Regions from separate parts of the Triticum aestivum genome. Here region 1 is linked to region 2. A link is a contact called in public Hi-C data. All regions are on one chromosome and are shown on one strand. The core of a region is the stretch at or near the end of the contact, and the rest is flanking DNA. Distances in the headings are between cores, read along the strand shown.

The links. Hi-C and Micro-C count contacts between places; a contact is called where the count stands out from the background.
Region 1: a contact with region 2 is called in a Hi-C map of leaf, with 2.4 times the contacts expected there. The contact joins the promoter of LOC123078518 here to the promoter of LOC123078517 in region 2. A contact is called at or near these places in 2 of 5 Hi-C or Micro-C datasets (both in leaf).

What each region holds. Positions count from the first base shown.
Region 1 is chr3D:296,919,285-296,922,815 of IWGSC CS RefSeq v2.1, reverse strand. LOC123078518 (inactive protein kinase SELMODRAFT_444075) reads right to left here and starts at 1,818. Exons shown (of 10, transcript XM_044501054.1): 1 at 1,550-1,818; 2 at 422-667; 3 at 1-135. The coding sequence starts at 1,553.
Region 2 is chr3D:296,626,310-296,629,494 of IWGSC CS RefSeq v2.1, reverse strand. LOC123078517 (probable receptor-like protein kinase At2g42960) reads right to left here and starts at 1,392. Exons shown (of 9, transcript XM_044501053.1): 1 at 1,302-1,392. The coding sequence starts at 1,392.

The DNA.
Region 1 (3,531 bases), core at 569-3,068, 290 kb before region 2:
TTGCATCATAAACATCATGAAGTTTGAGCATCATTTGCGAACACAGCTCTGAGACATCTGACTTCTGATCCAACATGGTCTTATGGCCACTTGCGCAATCTCCCGCAAATAGAGGAAAGCCCCAGAACTTCCTGCCTGAAAGAGGGAAACCATAGTGCATTAAGGCCACTACCACAAAATTCAAAACTCAACCCAGAACTCGTGGAAGGTACTGGACAAAGTGCAGCAACTTCAGTGATCATGGTAACAGAAGAGTTTAGAGACCAATGATGGCAACCCATATATGCATTTAGCTGTGCAACTAATGTGCATATAGGATGCACTATTATAGCTAAGCCCCCAAAACAACACCGCAGTACAACAAAAGTAGAAAACTGCATTTGCGAAGGACGGACAGGATTGCAAGGAAAGGAAACAATACCAGAGCTCTGTGCCGGGATGACAACGAGGAGTATGATGTTGCCGCCGGGCTGCACGACGTGCGTCAAAGCCCAGACGATGGCTGTCTTGGAGATCTCCCTAATGGCAGCACGCACCGCCACCACCACCTTCTCCTCGGCAGCAGCAGCCGGTGCGCCCTTGTCGGCGACGGCCTTCCCCTTCCTCTGCTGCAACAGCAGCTGCTGCTGCTTGATAGAGCTCGCCATCACCTCCTCTCCGGCGATGCCTACAAATCAAGAAGCTCCCTCTAAACAGCCGAACCACGGAAGTGCTGGCCAAACCCAAGAAGCAAACAAGTAGGAGTAGTAATGCCTAGTACAAACAACGCAACAACCAGCCCCAAGTGCTTAAATGCAAATGAGATAGGAGGAGCTACTGACAGTTGCCAGCGGCGTTGGACACCGAACTCTGTTCACAGAACCAAAAGGCAGCCAAAGACCAGTAAAGATGGCGGCAAGGCAGTAAAAAGGAGACGGCCTTTCCTCCTCAGCTGGGTCCCGGATTCTCGACGACCAAGCTGCTGCGGATTGAGAGAAAGATCGCCCACTTTATGGCTGGCCGCAGAGCGGGCACCACTGCCGCCTGTGAATGGATGTCCTCGCCGCCACTGTAGCCGGAATAGGGAGACGGGGAAGGGGAGAGAGCCCAGCTCCAGCTCCAGCTCGCTCTCGCTGTCTGGGATGAGACGACGAGGTGACCCCGCCTCCCCGTTGCGCCAAACCGGTCAGATTGCACAGTGCCGCCTCGTCCTCCCAGCCTACACGATTCCCAGCACGCCGTAGGAATCCCCAAATCATTGAAAAATCGTTCGAATCTTCGCACAGATCTCGCCGCGCTCTCCGCCTCGAAATTGGCCTCCACGACCACGAGTGGGACAAAATGGAGTCAATTTCTACGGAAATTTCCCCATTCCATATGCAAAAGCAGATCTCCGACGCGATATTTGACTCGCATTGCCTTCCATAAACGAACACCTACTCTTCTCAAATACCCGGGAAACTTGCCCGCCATTCCAGGGCGGACTTCGGGGGCATCTGAACCGACGCGAATCGAAGCTATTCAAAAAACGAAAACGACAGCTCAATCAAAATGGGGAAAGAGAAGAGACCCATCGAGAAGATAAGACGAGGAGCGCCCGGCCCGCCGCCGGAGAAGACGACGAAGAGGAAGCTCCGCCTCGCGCGCTGCCGCCCCTCCTACGACCTGACCTGGGTACGATGCGAAACCTAGGGCGCTATAGTGCCGTACGTGTGGGAGCGGGGGCGGGTGGAGGCGGTGGCCATTAAAGAGCCAAGGAGCGCAAGCAATTAAACCTCCATTGCTGTGCGTGACGCTAACCTCTTCAGGCTTCAGTTCCTACTAGTGGTACCGTCGTTCGCCGTCCAGGAGTAGCCTACCCGTTCTACCCTCCAGGCTTGGTCGCATTAACGGCGCTGCCACTCAAATGCGACGCGTTTGAAAACCGGTCGCCATCGCCGGCCATCTGATTGGGATCGGACGGCCGAGGAGTCTCGCAGGATTGAATGCGGCTCAGGGTGCTGTCTCGTGAGCAGGCGGTCCCAGCTTCCAGGTGGGGACCACGCGACAGTGTCAGGCAGTGCACGGCCCCGGCGTGGTCCCGGTGCACGAGCAGGGCGCTGACATGGTCCTGGTGGGCCATCGCCGTCGCCTCGTTCCTACTCCTACTACAGGGTTGATCTGATTTCTGAACTTTTGCTGCAGTTTGGCGGAAAATTTCCCAGCCTTTTTACAGGCTTTTCTTCCCTTGGATGGATGCAGCAACCCGTAGGGGCTACCTTGTATAGGGACTTACATGTCTTTTTGTGTTTATTGTGTGTTGTACTTTCCATTGCGATGTGATGTGAGAGCAGTGGTGCTATCGACGAACGGATGCTATGGGTTAAAACTAGTAAAAGGTGACAAGTCAATGGGTTAAAACCCTTTTTACGTATACTCTTATGTACACTGGCGGAGCTATGTGCATCCTGCAGGTGCCATGGCCCCCCAATCTTGGCAAATTTAGTGAAGAATTTTTTTTATAGAGAGATTTAGATTAAAAAATAGAGATGTTTTCCACTGTTTTTTCTCTTTGCCCCCCCCCCCCACACACACACAATCTTCCTGGTCTAGCTCCGCCACTGCTTATGTAGGTGCAAAACGTTTTTGCCTTGGCCATTCGACTGGAAGAAAATGAAAACATGAGATGAGGACCCAGGTAGATTGTTTTTAGATGATATCACTACACTATAGGAATATTAATACTACATATCAAAGTTGTATTAGAGCTGTTGTATCAGAGAGAGTATTATTATCTAAGTGAGCATGCAAAGAGCCGTGTACCGTTGGCGACGCCCAAAAGATGATTGCAACCAACAGTTTGGCTATGTGCGTAGCGTTTTAACAATCCAATTATCTACCTATGTGTCAGCGTGTATACTGTGTGCACTATATATATGTACAAGAAAATATGATGAGCTCCGGCTGCCCTTTGAAACGTACCGCCGATGTCCCCAGTCAATCAAGTGGTACTGCTGGTACGCTTGCAGACAATTCAGTGGCCCTCCGATCCGTAGTAGGTTTGTAGGTGTATTCTTGCCTGTCTTGTAAGGCTGGCCATATTAGGGTAACATAAGTAGTAACATGTACTTGAGACTCACAAACATGATTATGTGGCAGTCAATTAAAGGAGAGAGATAGTTATAGTAACATAGATAGATAACGTAATATAATTAATGTTATGCTACTACTCCCTTCTTTCCGGTTTATAAGGCTTAGTTCAAAAATCTCACCAACCAAGGTAGATGGTGAGTGGTGAAATACTTTTTATAGTTTGCAAAAGCACCCAATTAATGCTCTTGTTTTCCTAAAAAAGTATGTTTACCAATGCATTAATTGCAATACATGCATGCATAAATTACATGCATTGGTCAATTTTCTCTTAATACTTGCATGCAATAATTTAATGCACCTTGGAATCTGAACATGTGATGGGAAACAATCAAATTAAGCCTTATAAAATGAAAAAACTAAAATTTTAAGATAAGCCCTACAAACCGAAAAGGAGGAAGTATGTGTCATGCATGGCAATAA
Region 2 (3,185 bases), core at 143-2,642:
ATACTCGGGTCCATTAACATTAGCTCCAAAGCTCAAACATATCATACTCATTTTATGAAGCAACCTTGAGTACGTGATGTTTCCCAGGGTACTGACAATACATTGACAAATCAAAAGAACACACAAAAACTCTATATATCATGATCAAGAAAGAAGAGACGATCCAACTTTCATAGGGCACAGACTGGAAGCAGAGATGGGGAAGTCCAGTTTATAGATAGAGGGTGATAAAGACTAGCAGCTTGGGTTCAATTATGAGCGACATTCATCCAAGAGTACCAAGAAACTATTAACTCGGTTTCATCAAAAAGAAACTATTAACTCGGCTCATCTACTTCGAGTAAACACCCTGAACACATTAACACTGACTAAATCTGGGGCAAATAGCTCCGGTGCCTTCCATGGGAGCACCATGTGAGTCACGCAGCACGTATCTTTTTGATGCGAGCCTTGGTAGGCAAACACACAAGCAACTCGCCTGCACTCTCACACACAGCCTGAAAACTACAGGCATCTTATATCTTATCAACCATGCTCACCTGGGCATCATCAAGCGGGCCAAGAACGGGCAGAGGAGGCCGAACCCAGAGTCGGCAACCCGTCCGCCACCCCACCGCCCGCGCTCACGGAGACCACCATTCGGCCCCGCCACCCCTGGTACTCCTATACCCTACTCGAGAGGTGGAGAGATCGAAGTGGCCGAGGCCAGCCAGCAAGTCGAGTCTTGGTTGAGGCGAGGAGATTTCTCTTGGTTGGTGAGGTGCCTCTCTTCCTTCCTGGTCCGGCACACGCTTGTTGGTTTCTTTCGGCCGGGTGTCTGTGCCTAGAGTAGCACTGGAATTTAGTACTACTAGTACCACCAGCTCGTTTTCTTTTTTCTTGGTTGGATTTTGGTGAGCTGTATCCGGATCAGCTTGTCTGCCGAATTAAAACGCCAAAATAGATGAAAATTTCTTCTGTGAATGAAAAAAACTAAGGCTAGATGCATGAAATGAGACTAGTCTACACTTGTGAAATAAGGAGTACCAATATTTTCTGTGAACGTGTGCAATCGTGACCAAGTTGTTCGGTCAGGAATATCTTGCTAGGTTGGGCTCCCTTCCTTGGCTAGGCATTATCCTCCTCCTCCTTTGCTTTACAACTCCCACTGATTATAAGTGAAAGAAAAGCAGGGGCGCACTCGTGTAAAGATGGTAGCGGCTTTGGGGTTCATCGACCTGTGCTGTATTGCCCTCCTTTCCTTTCCTTTCCTTGAGGTCGAAGAAACCAAAAGAAGATGGCGCATGTACGTACGTACGTACGTTCGCTCTGTGTGAACTGTGAAGGAACCAACCTACTCCCGCGTGTCATGTCACCTTGTGTTTCTCGCCAAAGAAGAACAAATATAACCATGGTGCGGGGAATTCTAACGAGTGCAAGACAAAAGCTGGTGAACGGTACGTACCAATGGGTAGATATCTGTAGCTTTCCCGTGACAAATCCCTCAAAAAAAAAAAAAAGCTTTCCCGTGACAAACCAAAGAGCGCCCGCTGCATTTTCATGTGACGAGATCTGGATGAGCGACCGTGTGTGTGTCGGACCCACCACGGTCCACGGGCCTCCGACCGTGAACTCCCCTGCCGAACATTTTAGCAGCCTGTTAAAAAACAATTGCTTGTTTCAAAATATAAAATAAAAAAAAGATTTTGACACGCAAGTACTCCTTCCGTAAAGAAACATAAGCTTTTAGATCACTACTTTATATTTCCTTACATAGGGAGTGCCGACCAGTAGTGCGGCGGATTTTCTTTCCGGCGGCTCTGGTCATTGTGGGCTTTTAAATTCAGTGCAAAACTTGGTTTTATGCTTATGCTGCCATTTCATGTAATCGGTGTTAGTTAATGTATACCGCACTAATTAGGTGTAGAATTGGGTGCCCTCAAAGCAGCTCTAGTAGTCTATTATAAATTTGGGAGTGAAATACGCTGCTACTCCATTAACTGAAACTGGTTGCATGCTTTAGTCCAACAACTCAGAAATTGATCAATTTAGAACATAAACTCGTTAATTTAATCAAACTAATGTGCAATGCATGTTAATATTAGTCAAGATAATAATTACATTGCTTATTAATATTAGGCAAGATATAAACTACATATTAATATTAGGTAGGATATAATTACTTGGTTAATTAGTGGAGGGTGCTTAAATGTGTTTAGTGCTAAAAACCGGAGTGACGTATACCGTTGGATAGATGTGGTTGAACGGATGAGATTTATTGGATCTCTGCAACTCACTCTTTTTATATTGGTATATAGATATAGATATAGATAAGACTAAAACAGATTTGGAAGAAAAAACGACCACGTGGTTGCCACCTCAGTCTATGTTTGATGGCTCGTAAATTGACTAATTTTTGCATGGGTCCTTTTGTAACAGCGCTAGCTTCCTTGTTAGGTGGCTTTAAAACACTAAAGAAAAAACTAAAGGCCACACTGTTAGATAAAACGAGAATAAACAAGACACGAGACATGGATTTTTACATGAAAACCTTTGCGGGAGAAAATCATGGACGCATGAAGACGTAATCATTATGATGGAGGAGTATTACAAGCACGAGACAACGGACCGTCATTAGGTGCGACTAAATAGGGTATATATGAGGGCAATACATGAGAGTCCTTGAAGAACAAGTAAACGAGTTGTACTCGTACGCGTCAACGTCAATGCAACGCCCACACCGTTTGTACTACGTCTAGTCTAACATGGTAGAATTTGAATCACAATTTAACAATCTCCACCTTGAGCCAAATTCCCTCCACGTTGAAGAAAATAAATAACTCCATCCAAATCAACATAAAGGCCTTGTGCGTCAAAGTCCATAGGACTAGTGAGAACTAACAACTAAGTCTGAGCAAAGCTCAAACTTTTGCTCAGACTTAGTGGTAGGAACTGGCTTTGTCATCATATCAGTAGGATTATCATGCGTACTTATCTTGCATACCTTCAAATATCCTCAGCAATAACATCTCCAATATAGTGAAATCTGACATCAATGTGCTTTGTTCTCTCATAATACATTGGATTCTTTGTAAGACATATAGCACTTTGACTGTCAGAAAATATGGTAGAGCAAGATGAATCTCCACAAAGCTCAGTATACAAACCTCTCCACCAAATAGCTTCTTTGCATGCCTCAGAAATAG